3 separate regions of the Danio rerio genome follow, and regions 1 and 3 are each linked to region 2. Evidence: chromatin contacts called from public HiChIP or PLAC-seq and Micro-C data. All regions are on one chromosome and are shown on one strand. Each heading gives the region's core, a stretch centred on a gene start, on an enhancer-like site or on the middle of the called end of the contact. The rest is flanking DNA. Distances are from core to core; before and after follow the strand shown. Region 1 holds the start of kmt5b (lysine methyltransferase 5B). Region 2 holds the start of ttc23 (tetratricopeptide repeat domain 23). Region 3 holds the start of syt19 (synaptotagmin XIX).

What was found. A called contact is a pair of places that touch in the nucleus more often than the background predicts. HiChIP or PLAC-seq counts read pairs in DNA pulled down with a chosen protein or histone mark.
Region 1: an H3K4me3 HiChIP or PLAC-seq map of gastrula embryo shows a contact between it and region 2, with 2.9 times the contacts expected there. The contact joins the promoter of kmt5b here to the promoter of ttc23 in region 2. A contact is called at or near these places in 2 of 4 datasets of contacts at active chromatin or transcription factors (embryo and gastrula embryo).
Region 3: a Micro-C map of caudal fin shows a contact between it and region 2, with 4 times the contacts expected there. The contact joins the promoter of syt19 here to the promoter of ttc23 in region 2. A contact is called at or near these places in 3 of 18 Hi-C or Micro-C datasets (caudal fin, embryo and an unstated tissue).

The regions. Positions count from the first base shown.
Region 1 is chr18:22,501,457-22,504,156 of GRCz12tu, forward strand. It overlaps kmt5b (lysine methyltransferase 5B), which reads left to right and starts at 1,258. Exons shown (of 10, transcript NM_001007337.2): 1 at 1,258-1,314; 2 at 2,173-2,470; 3 at 2,550-2,697. The coding sequence starts at 2,317. It also overlaps a transcript of anpeplb not described here.
Region 2 is chr18:22,212,944-22,215,643 of GRCz12tu, forward strand. It overlaps ttc23 (tetratricopeptide repeat domain 23), which reads left to right and starts at 1,311. Exons shown (of 11, transcript XM_073930314.1): 1 at 1,311-1,561; 2 at 2,354-2,525. The coding sequence starts at 1,488.
Region 3 is chr18:22,558,028-22,560,774 of GRCz12tu, forward strand. It overlaps syt19 (synaptotagmin XIX), which reads right to left and starts at 1,421. Exons shown (of 7, transcript XM_073930316.1): 1 at 1,138-1,421; 2 at 706-886; 3 at 83-132. The coding sequence starts at 862. si:dkey-12e7.4 reads right to left here. Exons shown (of 6, transcript NM_001144042.1): 6 at 2,665-2,747.

The DNA.
Region 1 (2,700 bases), core at 8-2,507, 290 kb after region 2:
AACCATAAAAAAATCTAAAGCTGCCAGCTCACATGTTTGTCTCCACACATAGATCCGTCTGCATCAGCAAGCTCATGCTCCAGATAGTTGTAAATACCCCCAGGATTGTTTTCCATGACCATGGATGAAAAGTAATAATGTTGTAAATAATGTTTTGTTTCTTGCACAGAAATACTGCTTCACTTCACAAGACTTCAGCGTATTGCATGAGTCACTTTCTTTCTTTCTTTCTTTCTTTCTTAAATTCTCAAAGTTTAATTAGACTTTCATTTTATGAATGAGAAAGGACCACACTTTCAGCTTAAAATCGTATTTACTATTCTAATGAAGAAATAAGGATATCTTGTATAGTATGTGAGTGATTAGATTAACAACATTTCTTTATATTTAAGTGAACAAACTCTTTAATGTATTATATATTCAGACATGGCTGTGTATGCTTAAATGTATTTTAGCTTTGGTTTTGCTTGTTGAGTTTTTATGTTTGTTTATTTTGTCTTGTAAATTTTCTTTACCATTCTTTAGTGACAATAATACTAAAATCGGTCAAGATTATGTTGAAAAATCAATGTCTAAAGATCATTTTCATTGTTCAATGTATGTGAAAACATATTTTACAGCAACAGACTTTATTGCCACAATAGACTTTATTAAATATATATTCAATTACTAAATAGTTGTTAGTATTTGCATAAAACTCAAAAAATATTAGTATGCATATATGTTTACATATAATGTAACGTTACAACTCAAAGCAAAAGATAAGATAACTCTTGTATAATATAATATAATATAATATAATATAATATAATATAATATAATATAATATAATATAATATAATATAATATAATATAATACCACATTAAAGCTAAAGCAGAAAATGAGTGAATTTGTGCGAGGCGATGGTGCGGTGGGATGCTGTTGCTGCTCTACGGAAACACAAGCGCACTGAGCCGCAAGTGCACATTTAAAGGGGTACAACAACAACGCTGTCTTTGTATACATTAGAGTTTGTCGAGGCGTTTATAGCGCTCGATCACCATCCAGCCGCCTTTTCTTTGCGCGACGGTATTATACGGACAGTTTGGGAGTTAAAAAGATGGATTGAGCGTCAAAGTACGGCCTATAATTCAAACATTTTGGGTCTATTTCTTTCCGAGGCGGCTCGGTTGTCCTGTCGTCTCTGTTGATCTGGAAACGGCCGCCATCTTGAATTTTAATGTAATATTTTCGAACAGTTTTCCGGCAATGTGACATTTTTGGAATTGCATTGGACTTTGATGATGGATAAGGCTTGAGCCAGAAGGAAAAACGTGAGTATTTAAGCTAGATCGTCGATTCAGTATCCGACTTCACTCTTGCACAGGGCTGTTCCGGGTGTCGCCTAGCAATCGCAGTTAGCCGCACATTAGGCCCGGTGTGATGCTTCTTTATTTTCGGTTAATGTCAGTATCTATAAAAATGTGCGTAGAAATAATACTTATCCTGCACCAACATGCTCTTATAATAGTTATTATGATGCTGGAACATTTACCTAGAACTCTGTTTTAGAAATCGATGTTCTGCCGGTTCGGCAAGTCTCATTGTTTTGTTAGCTCGATGCTAAGCTAGTTAGCATATATCAAGTGCTTTTTACTGCTAATTTAGGGTGTTAGCCTTATGGAACGCAACATAACTCGTTGATTCGCACTTTAAAACATCAACGTTGCTTACAGTTTAAGTAAAGCTATAATTTGATGTGTAACCCTAAATCCGCGTGTTAATGTGGTTTGTGTGGGGATTTAAATGCACCGTCGCTAATATGGGAGTGTTTAAGCCACTACGGGGAAGTGCATTAATGTAACAAATCAGTGATATTTGTGCATACTATCAATTTTAGAAAATGTTGGTTTATTCGAGACGTCATTTCCAACACCATGTCGATTGAAATTTCTACGTTTGTGGGTAAAACCGGGCAGCTTATCTTATTTCCAAAAGTAGCCACGTGGTGGCGCTATGCACCTAAGAATAATTTAAAAGTAATCATCTCAAACATTTGAAGTGAATTCATAGTTCATGGCATGCTGGTAATGAAATGAACCTGTACTGTTTGTGTTGAAGTTGTTGAAGTATTATTGGCAATATAATCATATCAAAAGTACATTAAACAACGTTTTTTTTTTTTTGAACAGGTGAAGTCAAATCTAAAGAAACAATTAAAGACGACAGATCTGACCTTATTCCCATTGTACCTGTCGCTGTCTTGTTGAATGGTTTCTCACAAGCACACAGAAGCTCAATGCGCCTTCTCCATACCGCCAGCTGGTATGAAGTAGATGGGAGAATCCAAGAACATGGTGCTGAATGGCAGGAGACATGGCAGAAAGTTCTCCAGTAATCAGCCCGTAAGCAAATCCAGGCTGCAAAACACACAGAGATCCCATCTTCGCCAGAACAAAGGCTCCCCGAGTGTCAGAAGATGCAGTCGACGTAAGTTCATAAAACAATTTATTGTATTTTACCAGTAGTTAGTTTTTCTATTAGTTATTCATGTCAAATGTTCAAACAGGTTGTGGTGGGGCGCCCCCGGAGGCAGAAAGGCGTCATGTTCCTTCATCGGGAATGACTGCCAAGGAGTTGTGCGAGTATGATGATCTGAGCACCAGTCTGATCCTGGATCCATACCTTGGCTTTCAGACCCACAAGATGAACACCAGGTT
Region 2 (2,700 bases), core at 61-2,560:
GCCACTGGGAAAAACTGTAATATCTTAAATGAATTGCTCACTGTCCTTAAATGTTTCAGTCTTAAATATTTTTTAAGTGGTATTAAACCCTCAAGACGACTGAATGCTCAAGGTTGTAATTGGATACCTTTGTTGTTTTGCAGGCTATATAAGACCTGTTCATAATGCACTGCATGTCAGCTACCCACAATGTGGGCTTATGATAATGTGGTTCATGTTTTTTTCAAAATAGATGGCCATTTGCAATACATATACTCAGCAATGGGGTTTTAGTTTATTTATAGGCTACACAATCCCATTGAAATCCAATTTATTATCAGAATCAGAAAGAGCTGTATTGGGATGTTTACACATACAAGCAACTTGTATTCATGTATTCTGTTTCCATAGTTCAACAGAATGAGAGTACTGGACAAAAAAAATCACAGATAATAAAGGCATTAAGAAAGAAAGTAGTAAATAGAGAATAAAAATATTTTACAAAATTGAAAAATGTATGAACAGGTATATCACTATATACAATATTGTCTGTAATTTATTTATGTATAATTTAAAGTATTTATAATAAACTCTGCTGTCAACATGCATAAACGGTTTTTCTTTCTGCCATAAATATAAATGGATAACCTAACTATAGGTAACCTAATAAAGTCCTTCAGGTTAGCACTCCCTCGGTTAACAATTTAGCAATTTTACTAAAAACTATTAACAAAGACGCTGAGCGGTGTGGTGGCTTTGAATTAGGTAAGCTAAATTGTCCATAGTGTATGTGTGTGAATGAGAGTGTATGAATGTTTCCCAGTACTGTGTTGCAGCTCGAAAGGCATCCTCTGTGTTAAACATATGCTGGATAAGTTGGCAGTCCATTCCGCTGTGGCGACCCCTGATTAATAAAGGGACTAAGCCGAAAAGAAAATTAATGAATGAATTAACAAAGACTATAGGACACTTAATATTTAGTAGGCTACTTAAATGGGACCTTTTTTCTATAAATGCAGTATTATTGTAAATGTTAAAAATTTGATAAACGCATAAGATATTGAATTAGATAATCATAAATTATTACTATTTTTACGAGGTACTACATTTTAAATATTCAATTATAAATGAGCAATTTCCAACATGTACATTATTGGAAAGATTTAAAATACTTCTGAAGAAATTTACTGCTAAAAATATAAAGGTTCAGATGTATGTAAGAACAGAAGCATTATGGCGTTAAAATGCTCAATTATTATTTATCAATGTAGTGACTTGAGAGTCACATGACCCGCCCATGTGTAGGAATCAGCCAATCACAGCGTTTGTTTGGGTTTCGTGATAGTCGTTTCTCGGTTGCACAGGCACAGCTCTGACTTCCAGTGTGCCTGAAAAGATCGTTGCAGTCTTTGAAGAGCAATATAAAAGAGAAATCATTCTTACCATCAATCAAAAGCCGGCTTGTACTGTAATTTGACTGCTCAGTGTCATTTGCCTTCGCCATTAAAATGAGCCTGGCACCGCACAGCGGACCGTTTGGCGCATCACAGCAGGACTGCTCAGTCACTGCGCTGGATGAATCGTATGTATTCATTTTTCTAATAGTTCAGTCAAAAACGGAACATTCTCTTATTATTTTCTCTTTCTAGTCGTTTAAAACCAGTTTGACATTATTTGGTCTGTGGGAAAACAAAATGAGGGGTCAGAATGAGATTGTTAGGGACTCCTCAGCTCTCAGCTCAACTCCTACTCTGACCAATTTCTCATTCAGATGCAGAAGTGCCATCTGAAATTGTCTTCTAAAACACACTTTTTCTTTTAGTTTTCTGTATGTAGGTTTTGTGATTTCACTTTAATAGCAGAGAATAGATTTTTTATTATCTTTAAAAAGTGAATTAGGTTTACAGAAACATGAGAGGCTGTGGTAATATATAGAGGTAAAGTTGGTTTTATATTCGCACATTCAGACTTTCCCCTTAATAATAAAAATTTATAAAAGTATTATTTGCAAACTCTAAACAGTGAAATCATATTACCCGCCAATGACTATCAAAGTACAACATTGTTCACAGTCAAACAAACAGTGTTAATGTTGTTTTCAAGTCACACTTGCATGCTAATTCCAATCGAATATTCAAAGTAACATGGTAAACAGTATAGAGACTTCTAAATGAATGAATATGTGAATATAAAATCAACTTTAACTTTACCGCTATTGGAAATATGCATTTTAGAAGAAAAAAATCAAATGGTACTTAATTTTTTTTTTTACATCCGAACTCCATGCAGTGAAAGGGGGATGTTTCTCAACACCTAATATTGTAGGTATAATTCATCATGTTTTGAAAAACTGCTTAGCTCAGAACTTTTGCAGATTCACCAGCTTCAACATGAGCAGCAGTGGCAGTTCTGGAGAATACCTTCAGGAAGCAGATTCAACAATAATCTCACAGAAAGAAGATGGAAAGAATTACAGCATGATTACTCCTGCAGAGAAACTATCTCTTTGTGAGAGACGGGCTCATTCTTTTGCTGATAGTGAAGAGGTATGCATAGAATAATACTGTGCTCTGCAATATATAAATTATGCGTTAGGTAACCATATTAGTCCCACAGCATATCAATAATACATTATCATAATAAAAAAAATCACACCAGGCATGTTCACAATAATGTATTCTCTCTATCTCTTTTAAATACTTCTATAGAATCATGGTATTT
Region 3 (2,747 bases), core at 171-2,670, 350 kb after region 2:
GTAAATACGGAAGTAAACACAGCACATATTAGGTGCATTCCAGGTAATGACGATTATGATGGCTTATGCAAATTATTCTTACCATAGCTTGTTTACCATTCTGAAAACCTCCTCTTTTAGCTGGCTGGCCATCTGTTAATAAAACATTCACAGGAATCAAATAGATCTTGATAGGTATTTTGCATAAACCCTATTAGCTTTGCTGCTAAACAATCTCATTGTTTAATTCATATAACATTGAAAAGGAAGTTATTTAATTAAATAAACATGTAAATTAATTGTCAGCATCTTTACTGCAAACTTTAGTGTCACATGATTATTCAGAAAACTTTTTAATATGCCGATTTGGTTCTAAAAGAAACATGTTTATTATCATTATCATTTTTTAAAATTCTTTAAATAGAAAGTTAAGAGGAATATTAAAAATATTATTTACAAATAATATTATTATTGTGATTATACATTATAAATAATTTAAATGTACATTTGATTACTTATTATCCATTTTTATTTCAAATTTGAATTGCTTTCCAAAACAATAAAACCATTTTACTGACATTTAATTGTTAGGGATATCATAAATAATATCAAACTTCCTATACAATACTGCATATTTAAGGCACATATTTTAAAAGGATTATTTCAAACAGCAGCTGTTCATAGTAATATATACTAATCAGTCAGTTAATTTGCAAGAAAACTTACCAGCTCTTTGCAAAACGCGAAACTGTGTACAGTAGCGGTAAATTTGCCATATCAAAAAGCCAAGGGCTGCAAGGAAAACCACAGCTGATATGGCCAAGATACTATACTCAACTTGCTCAGAGAATAGCAGTCGAAGACTCAAAGCCATAAACACCATATTGTCGTTCTGCCATGTACAACCCTGGAAATGAATGACATAAAGGTATTCCTGATATCCGTTATTCATATGTACAGAAAATCTGAATAAATGTACATTAATGTATACTATGTATAATGCACGTTGCATAATTTTTAAAAACACACTACATTTAGTATCTTGAGAACTAGTTACGACACTTTCCAAGAAAGACATATCTTTGTAGCTTAAGGCTTTAATAAACATCAATTTTAAAAAGGAAATCACAATTAAAAACACTAAGTTGAAAGCCCTACCTTTTCAAGCTTTAGTTTTCCACCTTTAGTTCCATTTTGTAAATAAACTATGACGGGAGCATATCCATATTCCTACATAGTTGACAGTGATCACCTGACAAATGATCAGCAAACACAAATGGCAAACCTGTTGGATCACTTGTTCATTCAGCTCTTATTAAACATGCTTGATCTTCACTGCCTTCAGGAACCTTTAACTAATACAAGATGTGTTTCAATGGCATATGTAGAACTGTTGGCTTTCTACTACTCCACTATGCAAATCGAATGTCCAGTGTATCACTGACTTGTAGCCAAATAGCCAGAGCTTGAAAGATTAGATATTTGCTCATGAAAAATAGTTTGAGTGTCAGTATGGGAGATGGGAGAACCTTCATTTTCCTCTTTAAAAAATTATATGCATAGGAATGTCATGAACTGTTTTATTGAAAAACTGTAGATAATTAGTTTATTTCTTATGATGGAATAATTTATAATAGTGCAACTGACACAACTGCACTATGCAATGAGAAATATAATATTAAAAATGAGACATACACTACCTAACAAAAGTCTTGCCATTGATCCCAGTTGTAAGAGCAACAAATAATAACTTCTAGTTGGATCATTTGGAAAAGTGGCAGAAGGTTGATTTTGTTTTTCAGATGAATCATCTGTTGAACTGCATCCCAATCATTACAAATACTGCAGAAGACCTGTTGGAACCAGCATGAGCCCAAGATTCTCATAGAAATCAGTCAAGTTTAGTGAAGGAAAAATCATGGTTTGGGGTTACATTGAGTATGGGGGCATGTGATAGATCTGCAGAGTGGATGGCAACATCAACAGCCTGAGGTATCAAGAAATTTGTGCTGCTCAAAACTACAGGAAAAGGCAAATTCTTCAGCAGGATAGCGCTCCTTCTCATACTTCAGCTTCAACATCGAAGTTCCTGAAAGCAAAGAAGGTCAAGGTGCTCCAGGATTGGCCAGCCCAGTCACCAGAATGAACATTATTGAGCATGTAGGCGGAAGATGATGGAGGAGGTATTGAAGATGAATCCAAAGAATCTTGATGAACACTGGGAGTCCTGCAAGAATGCTTTCTTTGCCATTCCAGATGACTTTATTAATAAGTTATGTGAGTCATTGCAGAGATGCATGGATGCAGTCATCCAAGCTCATGGGAGTCATACACAATATTAATTATTTTCCCACTGCACCATGACTTTATATTCTATACAGAACATTATTTCTGTTAAGTAACAAGACCTTTGTCCAAGCAAAGTCAGACCTTGCTGTCCTAATTTGATAATTAAATCAGGTCATGATCATATTTTATTTTGGTAAAATAGGCATGATTTGAGACCTTTGTCTTTCATATAAGCCACTTCTAACACCAAATGATCAACTACAAGTCAAGTTATTTGTTGTTCCTAAAACTTGAAAAGGTGATGACTTTTATCAGTTACATAATGAATATAACATTCAAAATGGTTTAGGATATAATACATTTTAACAATAAATGATCAGAAAGAAAACACATTTAACCTCAATACAACCTTTAATTCGAAAAGCTTGCACTTTAAGCATTACAAAACTATGAAAAAAATAAGTACTTTATTTTTGAGA